Regions from separate parts of the Mus musculus genome. Here all the other regions are linked to region 1. The links are chromatin contacts, called in public promoter capture Hi-C maps. All regions are on one chromosome and are shown on one strand. The core of a region is the stretch at or near the end of the contact, and the rest is flanking DNA. Distances in the headings are between cores, read along the strand shown.

Region 1 (3,059 bases), core at 118-2,617:
CAGAGGAATGGATACAGAAAATGTGATACATTTACACAATGGAGTACTACTCAGCTATTAAAAACAATGACTTCATGAAATTCTTAGTCAAATGGATGGAACTAGAAAATATCATCCTGAGTGAGGTAGCCCAATCACAAAAGAACACACATGGTATGCACTCACTCTTGTGGGCCCCTCTCTTTAGATTTAAATTACCTTAGTCTTCATATCCATGTGTGAATAGGGCTGATTTCTAGATAATGTATTTAATTGATTGATCTGTATGCCATCTTCAAAACTCACCTGATGTATTTTCACGTATAGTGAGACATACCGTGATTTCCTACAGCTGTTTCCTAATTCCTTTTACACGGCTTCTCTTTTAATTTTAGAATTATCTTTATTAAAAATTCTAGTAGCATTTTAGTTAGGTTGATGTAAAGTTGTATAATTTCAAAATGACACGTGTTCTTTTGTAAATGATTTTGAGTCGTCCTGGCATCTTTGTCTGCCTAGGGGAAAGTTGCTGATCTTTTCCTTAGGATAGAGGTTAATATTCGTTCCTTTTAGCACCAAGTATTTTATACTCATTTTATTACTGCTATTTAAAAGAAGGATTTTTTCCTTTTATATTTTTTATATACATCATAGAGAATACTGAATTTTCTGGTGTGAGTGTGAGTGTGTGTGTGTGTGTAAGTGTGTCAGCCCCATGATCCCCAGGTCTTGGATGTTCTAGGCAAACCCTCTCCACTGAGATTTGTCTCCAGCCCCATTCTGCGTAGTAATCTTATATTTTAACAGACTCCTGCCTCAGTGGTTGTAGCCAATCTATTGAGTCTTTTATTAATCTGTGTAAATTACATACATGGTTCTGCTTTAAAATTTGTGTTTTCAATATGTGTTATATATAAATGTGTAATGTATGTATTATGTGTGTACACATGTAATATATATAACACACATAAATGTTTATATAATGCCAGTTTCCATTTATTTAGCAGTGAGTACACTTCTTGGATCTGTTGGGATAATAATATTATATTTTTGTTTTATTTTCAGTTCGAGTCTTTCCAATGATCTAAGAAACCATAAGCATTATTTCCAAAGCCTACGCTGACGGCTCTAGTTTAAAATGCATAATCAAGCTACAGTGCTGTGTTGAAGTCACTGCGGGAAGGGATGCCTATCCTGACTATGCCACACAGTCTGCACCGTGCGTGACAGGTAGTCTAGCTTCCTTGAAGTGCACTGAGACTTGTAATGCAGCCTGCTCTGGCACACAGTCCTGCAGCTTGCAGATGAAGTGCCCAGCTGTGCGGCTGTAAGGCTGAGCTCAGAGGTCAGTTGAACTCTCAGGAGCTCTCATGTGACTACTGCCCTTTTCGATGTACTATCTGCAAGAGCGCATCTGCTTGCCCTCTGTCTGTTACTGGGGAAGGCTGCTGGCCTCTTCCCTGGGCATCCTGATTGTGCTAACTTCCTTCTGTACTGTCAAGATAAGGAACATGTCTTGATTTATCAAGGGTCTCTGTCACCGTCACTTGGATCTTATTAATGACATTTATCAACATGGTGGGTGTATGATCTTTTAATCTCATGACTTGTAAAATACTTTTAAAAAATATCAAATGAGTCTTTCTTTGCTGGAATATATAGGTTATTTTATTTTAATGTAAAAATTAAAATGGAACCAAATGTATTTAGAAATGACATGATGCAGTTTCTGTCTCTAGTGGAGTCTCACTATGAAAAAAATAGATTTCTTCACTTTATTGCATTGAAGAAACTGGATAGGTTATTTAAAAAATTAAAAATTGGACTATCTTTTACTTTTTACACCAAGGTGTCTACAAATACACCAGTGGCTAGAGGTAAGCTATGTTGCAAAAAGGGAAAGGTACAAAGCAAATTGGCTCACTCTTCATAATTTGGGGTGGGGGTGGCATTTCTAAAACCATGAAGAAGCACCCTAAAACTAGCCTAGGAGATTCTACAAACACGTCTAAAGCAAATGAGAACCTGGACTAGCACATTTGCAGTTCATAGCAGAGTGCTCTAAAATCCCTGATGTTATACCGCAAAGGCTCTGCGGAATTGGGAGAAGGGAGAGACCTGGAAAACACCGATTTCCCACAGAAAAGGGAGCAGCGGTCCAGACGTGTGCAATGTGTTCGCCTCTGCTCCAAGCAGGAAAGTGCACACTGTGCTGTCAGCTTAGCAGAGCTCCTCACAGGGGACAAATGGAGGTGACTCTGGGAAAGTCTGAGAAAGTCTCGGAAGCCTGAGAAAATGGCAATTTGCATCCAGTCTTTTCCCGACAAATGTACCTGCTTCTGTATAAAATGGTGAGTCTCCAAGATTATGTTACTGTTGATTATTTTAAAGTTGGGTCGGATAGAGAGTGTTCAGATGTCTGTCAAAGAAAACTATTAAGCCATACTATAATCTCTCCAGAAAATGGAAGAGCAGGCTATTGTGAAAAGAGGTCAAAAGCTTTCTTGAAGTTGGTATAGGAAGGGCTTCAGGACCCCAAAGGATGGATAATCAGAGAGCGAAGATGCAGGTACAGCACTGGTCTTCTAACACTGTTGGTAGGGAATGATTGCTGTCACCACACTGGTTGTGTGACCTGGAGACCTACCACGTTCCAGAGTTAGCTACAAATCTTGATCAAACGCCATGAAAAATATATCAATCAACTTTGTCTACTGTCCAAACTTAATAGACACATTAGTGGGAAAAAAACAGAATAAATATTTCCTTGAGTAGACTCGAAATTATCTGGTGGCATTTCCCTTACTGTCTTAGCCACATTTCTCATCTCCACGACAAAGCACCCAACAGAAGTTAGTTTTAGCCCACAGTTCAGAGGGTGCCAGCCACCATGGTGTGGAGGCATGACAGCCAGGGAGGCTCTGTCTCTGGTGGCAGGCGCTTGCAGCGGGGCTTATTCAGGCTGAATAAAACAAAAGCAGATATTATGCTCAAGGCCTGCCCCTCTCCTCCCCTTGTATCCCATCTAGGCTAGCTACAGCACAAATCCAAATGGTCTCTGGACCTCTTAAAACAGTGCC
Region 2 (2,744 bases), core at 203-2,702, 200 kb after region 1:
AAGAACTGTTCAAAAGTCATTCTTAGGTTTCCTTCTTATGACAGTGTTTTCAGAGAGAAAGAAGTGCATTGCAATGAGCACATAGCCCACTCGCTGGACACTCCTAACACAGAGCCTCTGACATGACTGTAAAATGCTGACAGTCACCTCATGCACTCCCTTGTCAGTTTCTGAATGTGTCATCACCCTGGCTCTGAGATGGGCAGGCAAGGTGCTGACTAAGAACAACATAAAGAGTGATTCTTTACATTTCATTCAGTTTTCATTCAAGGAAAAAGCTTCCTGAAAATGCACCAAAATTCTGGAAAATACAACTCTACACTTTCTTGATCTTGAGGTCTCTCCTTCCCAGAAGGCCAGACTCCTAAATCTCATCTCCATTTTTAGCTGACGACTTTCAATAAGTGATGGATATTCATTTTCAGAAAACACTACCAGTAACTTTTATGATATCATAGACACTCACTACTCACCCCAAACTGACTAAACCACAAAATGCAAAAGCTCTTAAGTTCTCTCAGGGAAGCCCTGGGACTATTCCAGTACAGATACTCTCTTCAGCCTGAGGAGAGTAAATGAGAAAATGTAGGCAGCTCTCTTCCTCCCAAAGCTCGTAGTAGATACAACTTTTTTTTTTAAGATTTATTTATTTATTATATGTAAGTACACTGTAGCTGTCTTCAGACACTCCAGAAGAGATTCAGTTATCATTATAGATGGTTGTGAGCCACCATGTGGTTGCTGGGATTTGAACTCAGGGCCTTTGGAAGAGCAGTCTTAACCACTGAGCCATCTCTCCAGCCGGTAGATACAACTTAAGATGCTTAAAACCAGGCTTTATCCTGTAATAGATCTAATGAAGAATTACCCTGAGTCACAGGAATTTATAAAGGAAAGAGGAATTATTATTTATGAAAACACTACCAGTAACTTTTATGATATCATAGACACTCACTACTTTAGTTACAGATGCACCCACTCTAAGTCAGGTAGCAAATAAAATACTTAAAAAAAAAACCTTCCCATTTGTAGAATCAGAATGGTTGCTACAAACACTGGTGGGAAATGCTAGCAGTGCCGGCTGCACAAGGCTGGGAGGGGGGAGGGGAGGGGAGGCTCTCACCGCAAAGCATCATGGGAGCTGCGAGCAGTGAACGAGTGGCCTGAGGACAAGGCTGTACTCATTTTCTTTAAAAAAACACGCAGTAAGTTTATTATCAGAAAAGAAAGTAAAGAACAACTTGTCCTAAATTTGAGTACTTTGAAATGAATTCTAATATTAATTTATATGCCTTATTATGTGAAAATATGCGAAGTTGTCAACTTCATTTGAAAACTATAAAGATGGTAAAATGCAATCAATGGTTGAAGAAAGCCTATTAAGACAGTGAAAGTCTTGTTCTCATGTCAACATGACTCAGCCATTTTACCAGAGCCTCCTCTCCTTGCTCCTCTCACCCCGCCTTGAGTGAACCAAAGTCCCCTCTCTTCCTCCCTGGAGGCACAGTGCTAACTCACAGGCACGGAGCACTTTGGCCTGATTGATTATTCAGTCCTCCGCTTCAGCTGATGGAACGGAAGAGGTTTTGCCGCCTAACAGTTTTAGTCAGTACACCTACAAAGCTCTCTTTTGAAATAATACCCATGGATCATTTGAGGAAGAATTCAGACGAGATTCCTGAAGTGTGCGTCATTGAACACAGGGCTTTGTTTCCCTTTCTAAAATGTAGTGGAAAATTAGAGAACTTTACATATTTTTATTTGAAAAGTAAATATTACTTTTCATCTCTAATATAAAAAAGACCACTCAAGGCCATAGCTTATGTACAGACTAAATTCTCTCTGCTAACTGCTACTAGACTCTCATGCTCTGACCTAACTGATAGAAGTAGGAGATAAACACAATTTCTGTGAAAGTTGCTGGCCAAGCTAGCCTCAAACTCCCTCCTGATCTTTAGCTCCGGATCCTCCTGCCTCTGCCTCCGGAGTGTAGAATTTACAAACGCTTTCTTTTAGTAATAGTGTCAGAGTCATGTTGATAAAAGATCCTAAACTCTTAACTAAGGAAGTTTGTAATTAAGAGCATTACTCACATCCAATTAAAGCAACAATCCTTTACCAAATGATTTTCTTGGGATCAGATATAGACTTGAGTAGAAGTAGACAGAAGAGAACTGAAGTCTATACAGTACCCACAGGCCATGCACAGTGTTAAAATTAAGGTTTGAGTTCCTAAGTCACACGAGTGATATTTCATGTACTCAACATTCACATGAGGCTCAGGGGCTACAATAATGGACTGCGCACAACTGGAGCTCAGGAAAGATGACTAGGATAAGTCTAAGACATCAGACAGTCACTGCTACCTGAGTACCAAAGATGCTGGCATATGCAGGGGAAGAAAGAGCAGAGCTGTGGGGGAACAGTCTATTTAAGCCTGTCAGGGACCAGGAAGCATCTAGCATAAGGAAAGAAAGAGGACTGACTCGCAAGATAAGAAAAAACCCAACAGAGTGTGGTGTCCAGGAAACCACGCATTAGGAAGTAACCAGATGTATTCAAAGCTGGTGATCGGTCAAGGAAGATAAGGAGAAGAACTGGCCACTGGCATTAGCAGCTGCGAGGGCCACTGGTAAGCTTGAAAAGAATATATTAGAAATGTTAAACTTTCATACAATGGAAAATGTCTAGGAACATGTAGGGACAGACTTTCCTTTGGAGTGTGTGAGGTCGTTCATGTGGAT
Region 3 (3,004 bases), core at 50-2,549, 130 kb before region 1:
ACCCCCACCCCCGCCATCCTGGAAGAAGAGCTAATAAAGGAAATAAAAATTGTGCAGGGGGCTGTGGATGTGCAAGCCTAGATTTTGGGAACCTTTGTATCAAAAGCAATAATGGCGCACTGAAACTCTAGTACTCCAAAAAAAGGTAACCCGATTTTCTTTCTCAGTGGTACTTGATGATGTGAAGTACAAAGACTCCAAAGTAAGGAGACCCTGAGCAGGCAGAGCCGCCACATGCTACAGAGAGGAGACCAGGTCCAAGTACTCAATGGCTACAGACCTTAAAGTGCTACCCACTGAGAGAGAAATAAGATGAGAATCTAAGAGACGTCTCTTCAGGACCAAAGATTCCCTACTAACCTCACACATGACTAGGTCTTCATGGCGTCCCAAATACCAAAGAAAAGACACACGTGACCCTCATGAGCCTCCCTGAGGTCTTCCCACCATTTGCTGAGCTGTATGTAGACCCTAGAATAACACCAGGACTAACAACTGGGCTGTGAACGAACACACGGGCTTAGATTTCATTTTTGTTCTCTCTCTACAGCATCCTGTATAAAAAGTAGCTAAAAAGAAAACAAAAACAAAAACAAACAAACAAAAGTGCTGTTGGACATAAGTGAGACATCCATTTGAAAACAAGCGAATTGAGAGACCGAGTCCTGGCCTGACTATTCCTAGTCACCTAGTGACACCTGAACAAGAGTCTACTTCGTCTGTAAGCTGGGCAATGCCAACACGGGAGCAGAGTCTCTACTCACAATTCTCAACCCCCGCCCCCCATCTGAAAACTCAGAGTGCTTCTCCTAAATCTGCTGTAAACTATGCAAGCAATTACGTCTGTTGTCTTTCATGTGCTCCTGACCTTAACAAGTTACAGCAGAAGCAATGTGTTTCCAACTGGTGTTGGGTTTGCCTCTTCCTATGACGAGTTTTAAACAGCATGTGTGCATTTAGTGTTCTGATAAAATTCTTTGCATTTCTGAATTCTATAAGAGACCGGCCTAAGGGCATCAGGGACTGACTTTGCTTCACTGGTGATGAGAACAAAATCATCTAGTGTTTTGCTAAGCTTTCATGTTAGGTAACTAATAAACAGCCTCCCTTAAGTAGCCTTTTAAAACTCAGCAAATAGATGGCCATCTGATAGTCAACAAAGGTGCCAAGACCGTTCCCTGGGGAGGAAGCCGACGAGCAAATGTACAGGACAGGATGGCCGTGAGGCTCTCTCTGCCCAGCACCACACGACCAACTACACACAAGACAAACCACAAAGCTCTTAAAGAAAACCCATGGACTTGCCACCAAAGGCACAGATAAGGAAAAGGAACTGGATTTCTTCAAAATTAAGACTGTTACCCACACTGCAGGACACCGAGAGTGAGAAGACAGTTGCTGACTAGACTATCCTCTTAAATCATACTTAGAACAAGCACTGCAAGGCTTTAGTCCCGAGATAAAGTTCTTGTTCTTAAACAGCTGTAATGGTTATATAATTGCAGCTGTATACCGAAATTATACAGAGTATACCAAATCGTGTTCTTAACAATGCAAAGTTTCTTAGATATAATAACTACAAAAATAAAATAGAAATTAAATTTAATATATCTTATAAATTCCTCTGTAGCTTACCATAACAACTAAGGGAAATTTACACATACCTGTATACGTATTTATTGCAGAATTAAGTGCTAACTAAAAAAAGTTTAATTGTTTAGGAAGCATTATTTTAATTTCCTTCTACAACAGCAAGTAGGTATAACCACTTTTCCCATTCCAACTTTATTGTGATAAGCAGTAGAGTAATGGTTCTCAACCTGTGGGGAGTGACTCCTCTGGAGTGGACTGTAGCTCCTTTGACTGGGTGATTCATGATAGCAGCAAAATTACAGGTGTGAAGTAGCAACAACAATAATTCTATGGTGGGGCTCAACACAGCACGAGGAACTGTATTAAAGGGTCGCAGTGTTAGGGAGGTGAGAACCACTGCTGTAGTCTGTTAAAACAGAGGAAAAGCCTCAGCTGATGCTGGCTTTTAAGAAACTATAGACAGGAAGACAGTGTTACTCTTCAAAGTAACTGCCGCCTTGCCCTCCCTCCATTGCTAAATACTAATTACTCCGTGAGTAATCACACCTCCAATAACCTCCTTTTCCAGGAATCTGCTTCATTCATTCCAAAGCAATTAACTGTGACCTATTTGCTGATTGATGCAGGAGTCCTAAATGGCTAGCAATGAAATATTCAATTATAACAACTCTTTTGGTGAAACACTTTTTAAAACATGAATTAAAAATACAATATGCTTATTAAAGTACTTAAATGCCTAATGAACACAATGAGTCCATTTATTCAGAAATAAGAATCATACATAAGGTGAATATGAGTGTCCTATGTAAGTTTCTTCCTGGCTCCATCAAAGCTTTAGCAAGCTGAAAGATCAATTTCTGTTCCTGATGGACTTTACGTCTTCCCTTGGAAGAGTTCCCAGGCTCAAGATCGAAATAAACAGTAAAATCAGTATAGTTAGTAAATCCAGGCTGCACATCTTCCTAGATTACAATAAGGTGTCAGTAATAATACTGCATACTTATGTAAGTAACAGCTTTTCTGAATTTATAAAAACAAGGGTGGTGATGGGGACTTTAAGGCTGAGTACTTAAACTCACTGAGAAACACTCACTCTCTGCTGTCAAGGAGCATCTGCACACTGATCTGATGGGGAAGGAATTGCCTGACTCTTAAGTTACAAATGCAGAGAACTACACGGAGTGTGTGGTCTTAAGTCCACAAGAAGAAAACGACACCCGACATAGAAATCCACAAGTAACATCTTTCTAGGATAGGAAACACTGTAAGAAATTCCCCATCCCACAGAGAAAGTGCTCAAGTGCAGTTACGTCATGCAGGGTCTGAATGAGCCGCTTTAGCACAGCAATTGTGTCCTAAAGCAAGCTGAAAAGAAACAAACTCTGTGTGTGTGTGTGTGTGTGTGTGTGTG
Region 4 (2,829 bases), core at 208-2,707, 220 kb after region 1:
TTTGAAAATGAGTTTGAGAATTCCTCAAAATGTTAAAAATAATTATCATGTGATCCAAAAAAATTTCTCACTCCCACACAAATCCCAGAGAAATGAAAACACTGGTGACACCAATCCTGTTCATACCAACACATGGTCATAACACGTTAGTCTTGACACTAAGAGGTAGGAACAACTCTAACGCTGGTAAGCTGAAGGGCAGGTGGGAACCTGCAAGCACGGCACATCCGACCAGGGAGTCCCGGGGATGCAGAGTATCCACAGGGAGCGGTGAGACTCTAAAGGAGAGATGCCAGTCGTGACAGGCCACATACTGCAGCTAGGTGTGCTGGTTCATGCCTGTGATCCAAGCACATGGGGACTGGGATACAAGGATCACAGTGAGTTTGAGGCCAACCTAGGCTACTCAGGGAACATTTTATAAAAATAAAACAAAAACCCCGATTCCTAAACCAAAAGACAGCATATTTGACTCTATTTAATAAAATTCCATATGCAAAATAATCTATGGGAAACACATGAACAGTTACCGTGAGTCTGTATGGATACATGTTATGTTTATAAATTAGCAAGGGCAGTTAACAGACACTTTCTACGTGGGGAACTTGCATAATGCTGAATATAATTAAAAACAGTTAGATACACTTTATTTTCAGACTTATATTAGGCATCATTTTTGTCTTATCGTGAACGATGTATGAAGGCATGCATGTGTCACTGTATGAATGTAAAGGCCAGAGGATAGCCTGTTAGAGTTACTGCTTTACATGTGTGCTGTGGGTCACACTTAGGCTTCTGCAGCACGTGGTGCCTTCATTCACTGAGCTATCTTGCTTACTGTATCTCGTTATGCTGTATTGCTTTGCTGAAGGGAAATGAAGGTGGGATGAGTATGAGGGGAGGGAAGGCTGATGTGGTGAGGAGCTGGGAGGAGGGAGGGAGGGGAAACTGCCACAGGGATGCATTGGATGAGAGAAGAATAAATTAAAAAGGGCATTGTGGTGTATAAATTATATCTCAATGAAAAGCTATTTAAAGTAGTGTAAAAAGGCATTAATAATGTTAATCTTTCCTAATTTTAATTTTCAAATATGTAATTATAGTTTTGATGAGGGTTCATTCTTCATGTGTTCAGTGCTAGGGATACAAAGATGAAAGATGCTCCCTACTACCCTCAGGGAGTTTTCAGGTTAATAGGGCATTCTCCCTAATGACTGGTTAAATGTATACAGAGTCGCTGACTCAACTGACATTGAAATAACATTAGTAGAGAAAACTGCACACATTAGGGATAGAGAAAAGGAGAGGGAAAGAGAGGGAGAGGGAGAGGGAGAGGGAGAGGGAGAGGGAGAGGGAGAGGTCAGAGCTAGTCAGAAAACTGCTACTGCTACCAGCTTTATATATATTACACACTTGGGAGGATTCGGTAATCTTGGAGCTATAATCACTACAACAGTCACTGCTATCAGGAACAAGCTTCCTGAACATCTGCAGCCAAGTCCGAATACAGCTTGTTCTCTTTTCCCCTCCCCATCTTCCTTCCCCTTGTCTATAATCAATATCCGGTTGACTTGTGATAATTAGGTAAACTGCGATGGGTCTTGATGATACTGAATAGCTCATGGTCCTATTGGAAGTCTGGTCCTTCCTGGCATGCCTGTCTCACTCCACGGTAGTGGTGCTGTATGGAGGCATCTTCCAACCACCCTAATTCTTTCTCTTCTGATGTCTCATCTTTTACTATGCAATATATAATTCTATTTGGCAAATGATAAAATGTCAGGAGAGGAGGGAACAATGTAAGGGACTGCATTGTTGACTCCTTAACTGCTTAAAGTAGCTATCATATGTAGTAGATATCATAGAGAGCCTAAAAGAGGATGCCGAATGTGCTGGACCTGCACTGAAATTACATCCCAGTTGCTAGGACTTTAAATCTTCAAAACTTCGAATCTACTTGGCAAATACTCTTCTTGATGAATTCTGGGGGCCGAGTGTTATAATTCTGGTAAAATGGAAGCTCAGTAAGAAAAGAACACATCAGGCAACTTTTATAGGAGCTGTCACCTCTGCAATGGCGCAATCCAATCTGCTCGTACATCACAATAGAAACTTAATTTTAAAGTTGTCTTCCTGGTAATAACAACTACTTACTTTTGCAGCACAGGATCGTATCACCTCCTAAAAGAAATACAATACAATAAACAAGTATTCATAATTTTCTTTAAATAAAGTATTGCTCATTCTAAAACATTCAGATGTCAATCTTCTAATGATCCAAACTAGCATTTGAGAGTTTCCTTGTCACCCTGAATTGTCAGTCTGCATCGTTTCCACTGAGTTGCAAATAGGATAAATTCAAGAGGCTTAACTCTGTTTAGTAGCAAGACCAACTTGCCAATGCCCAAACTTCTGAGGGCCCAGTTCTTCCAGGGGAGATTTGTGTCTTCAATAAGCCTGGCATAAATCCTGTCCTACAACTGAGACAGGTCTAAAAAGATAAGCTCTCAATTGCCTAAAGGACAGTTATTACTATGACTGGCATCAGTGCCTATAATTTCCACATTAGCAATTTTTATCTAATAAAAATCTCATCAATACCATAGATGATAAAGAATGTGACATGTCATTTTAAAAAGCAGAAATGGACTGCTTATAAACCACAGGATAAGGCCACAATGATCACTTTTGAAAAGAAAAGTAGTAGATATCAATGAATAATGGACAAGTTGAAAATTTGCTCCTATGGAGACAATAAAAATATTCAACTCCAGTTAGAATTAGCCAGTATTTATCGTCAGCCTGGTATACTAAAAAAGCAACAACCAA

What was found. Promoter capture Hi-C pulls out the DNA fragments that hold promoters and counts their contacts.
Region 2: a contact with region 1 is called in a promoter capture Hi-C map of the HPC-7 cell line. The contact joins two enhancer-like sites. A contact is called at or near these places in 6 of 39 promoter capture datasets (the C10 cell line, the HPC-7 cell line, embryonic stem cells and 2 more), 1 of 115 datasets of contacts at active chromatin or transcription factors (CD8 T cells) and 1 of 9 other capture datasets (adipose tissue).
Region 3: a promoter capture Hi-C map of the HPC-7 cell line shows a contact between it and region 1, with 4 times the contacts expected there. The contact joins two enhancer-like sites. A contact is called at or near these places in 8 of 39 promoter capture datasets (the 3T3-L1 cell line, the C10 cell line, the HPC-7 cell line and 4 more).
Region 4: a promoter capture Hi-C map of the HPC-7 cell line shows a contact between it and region 1. The contact joins two enhancer-like sites. A contact is called at or near these places in 8 of 39 promoter capture datasets (3T3-L1-derived adipocytes, the C10 cell line, the HPC-7 cell line and 5 more), 2 of 115 datasets of contacts at active chromatin or transcription factors (CD8 T cells and embryonic stem cells) and 1 of 9 other capture datasets (embryonic stem cells).

The regions. Positions count from the first base shown.
Region 1 is chr10:21,227,024-21,230,082 of GRCm38.p6, reverse strand. Gm33671 (a long non-coding RNA gene) reads right to left here. Exons shown (of 4, transcript XR_380153.2): 4 at 1,625-3,059. Gm33728 (a long non-coding RNA gene) reads left to right here. Exons shown (of 4, transcript XR_380155.3): 4 at 1,045-1,633. Among named protein-coding and RNA genes, the nearest start is that of Gm33671, 12 kb to the right of the region's middle. Within about 2 kb of position 1,367, at least 22 of the 459 cell types and tissues checked have an H3K27ac peak or open chromatin away from gene starts, as enhancers often do. A contact at or near this core is called in the HPC-7 cell line, where this site is marked.
Region 2 is chr10:21,026,744-21,029,487 of GRCm38.p6, reverse strand. The region is part of intron 18 of Ahi1 (Abelson helper integration site 1); the gene reads right to left. Among named protein-coding and RNA genes, the nearest start is that of Gm20149, 16 kb to the left of the region's middle. Within about 2 kb of position 1,452, at least 51 of the 459 cell types and tissues checked have an H3K27ac peak or open chromatin away from gene starts, as enhancers often do. A contact at or near this core is called in the HPC-7 cell line, where this site is marked.
Region 3 is chr10:21,360,251-21,363,254 of GRCm38.p6, reverse strand. All of the region lies in intron 15 of Hbs1l (Hbs1-like (S. cerevisiae)), which reads right to left. Among named protein-coding and RNA genes, the nearest start is that of Gm33803, 13 kb to the left of the region's middle. Within about 2 kb of position 1,299, at least 4 of the 459 cell types and tissues checked have an H3K27ac peak or open chromatin away from gene starts, as enhancers often do. A contact at or near this core is called in the HPC-7 cell line, where this site is marked.
Region 4 is chr10:21,007,104-21,009,932 of GRCm38.p6, reverse strand. Ahi1 (Abelson helper integration site 1) reads right to left here. Exons shown (of 24, transcript NM_026203.3): 17 at 2,155-2,181. Among named protein-coding and RNA genes, the nearest start is that of Gm20149, 36 kb to the left of the region's middle. Within about 2 kb of position 1,457, at least 3 of the 459 cell types and tissues checked have an H3K27ac peak or open chromatin away from gene starts, as enhancers often do. A contact at or near this core is called in the HPC-7 cell line, where this site is marked.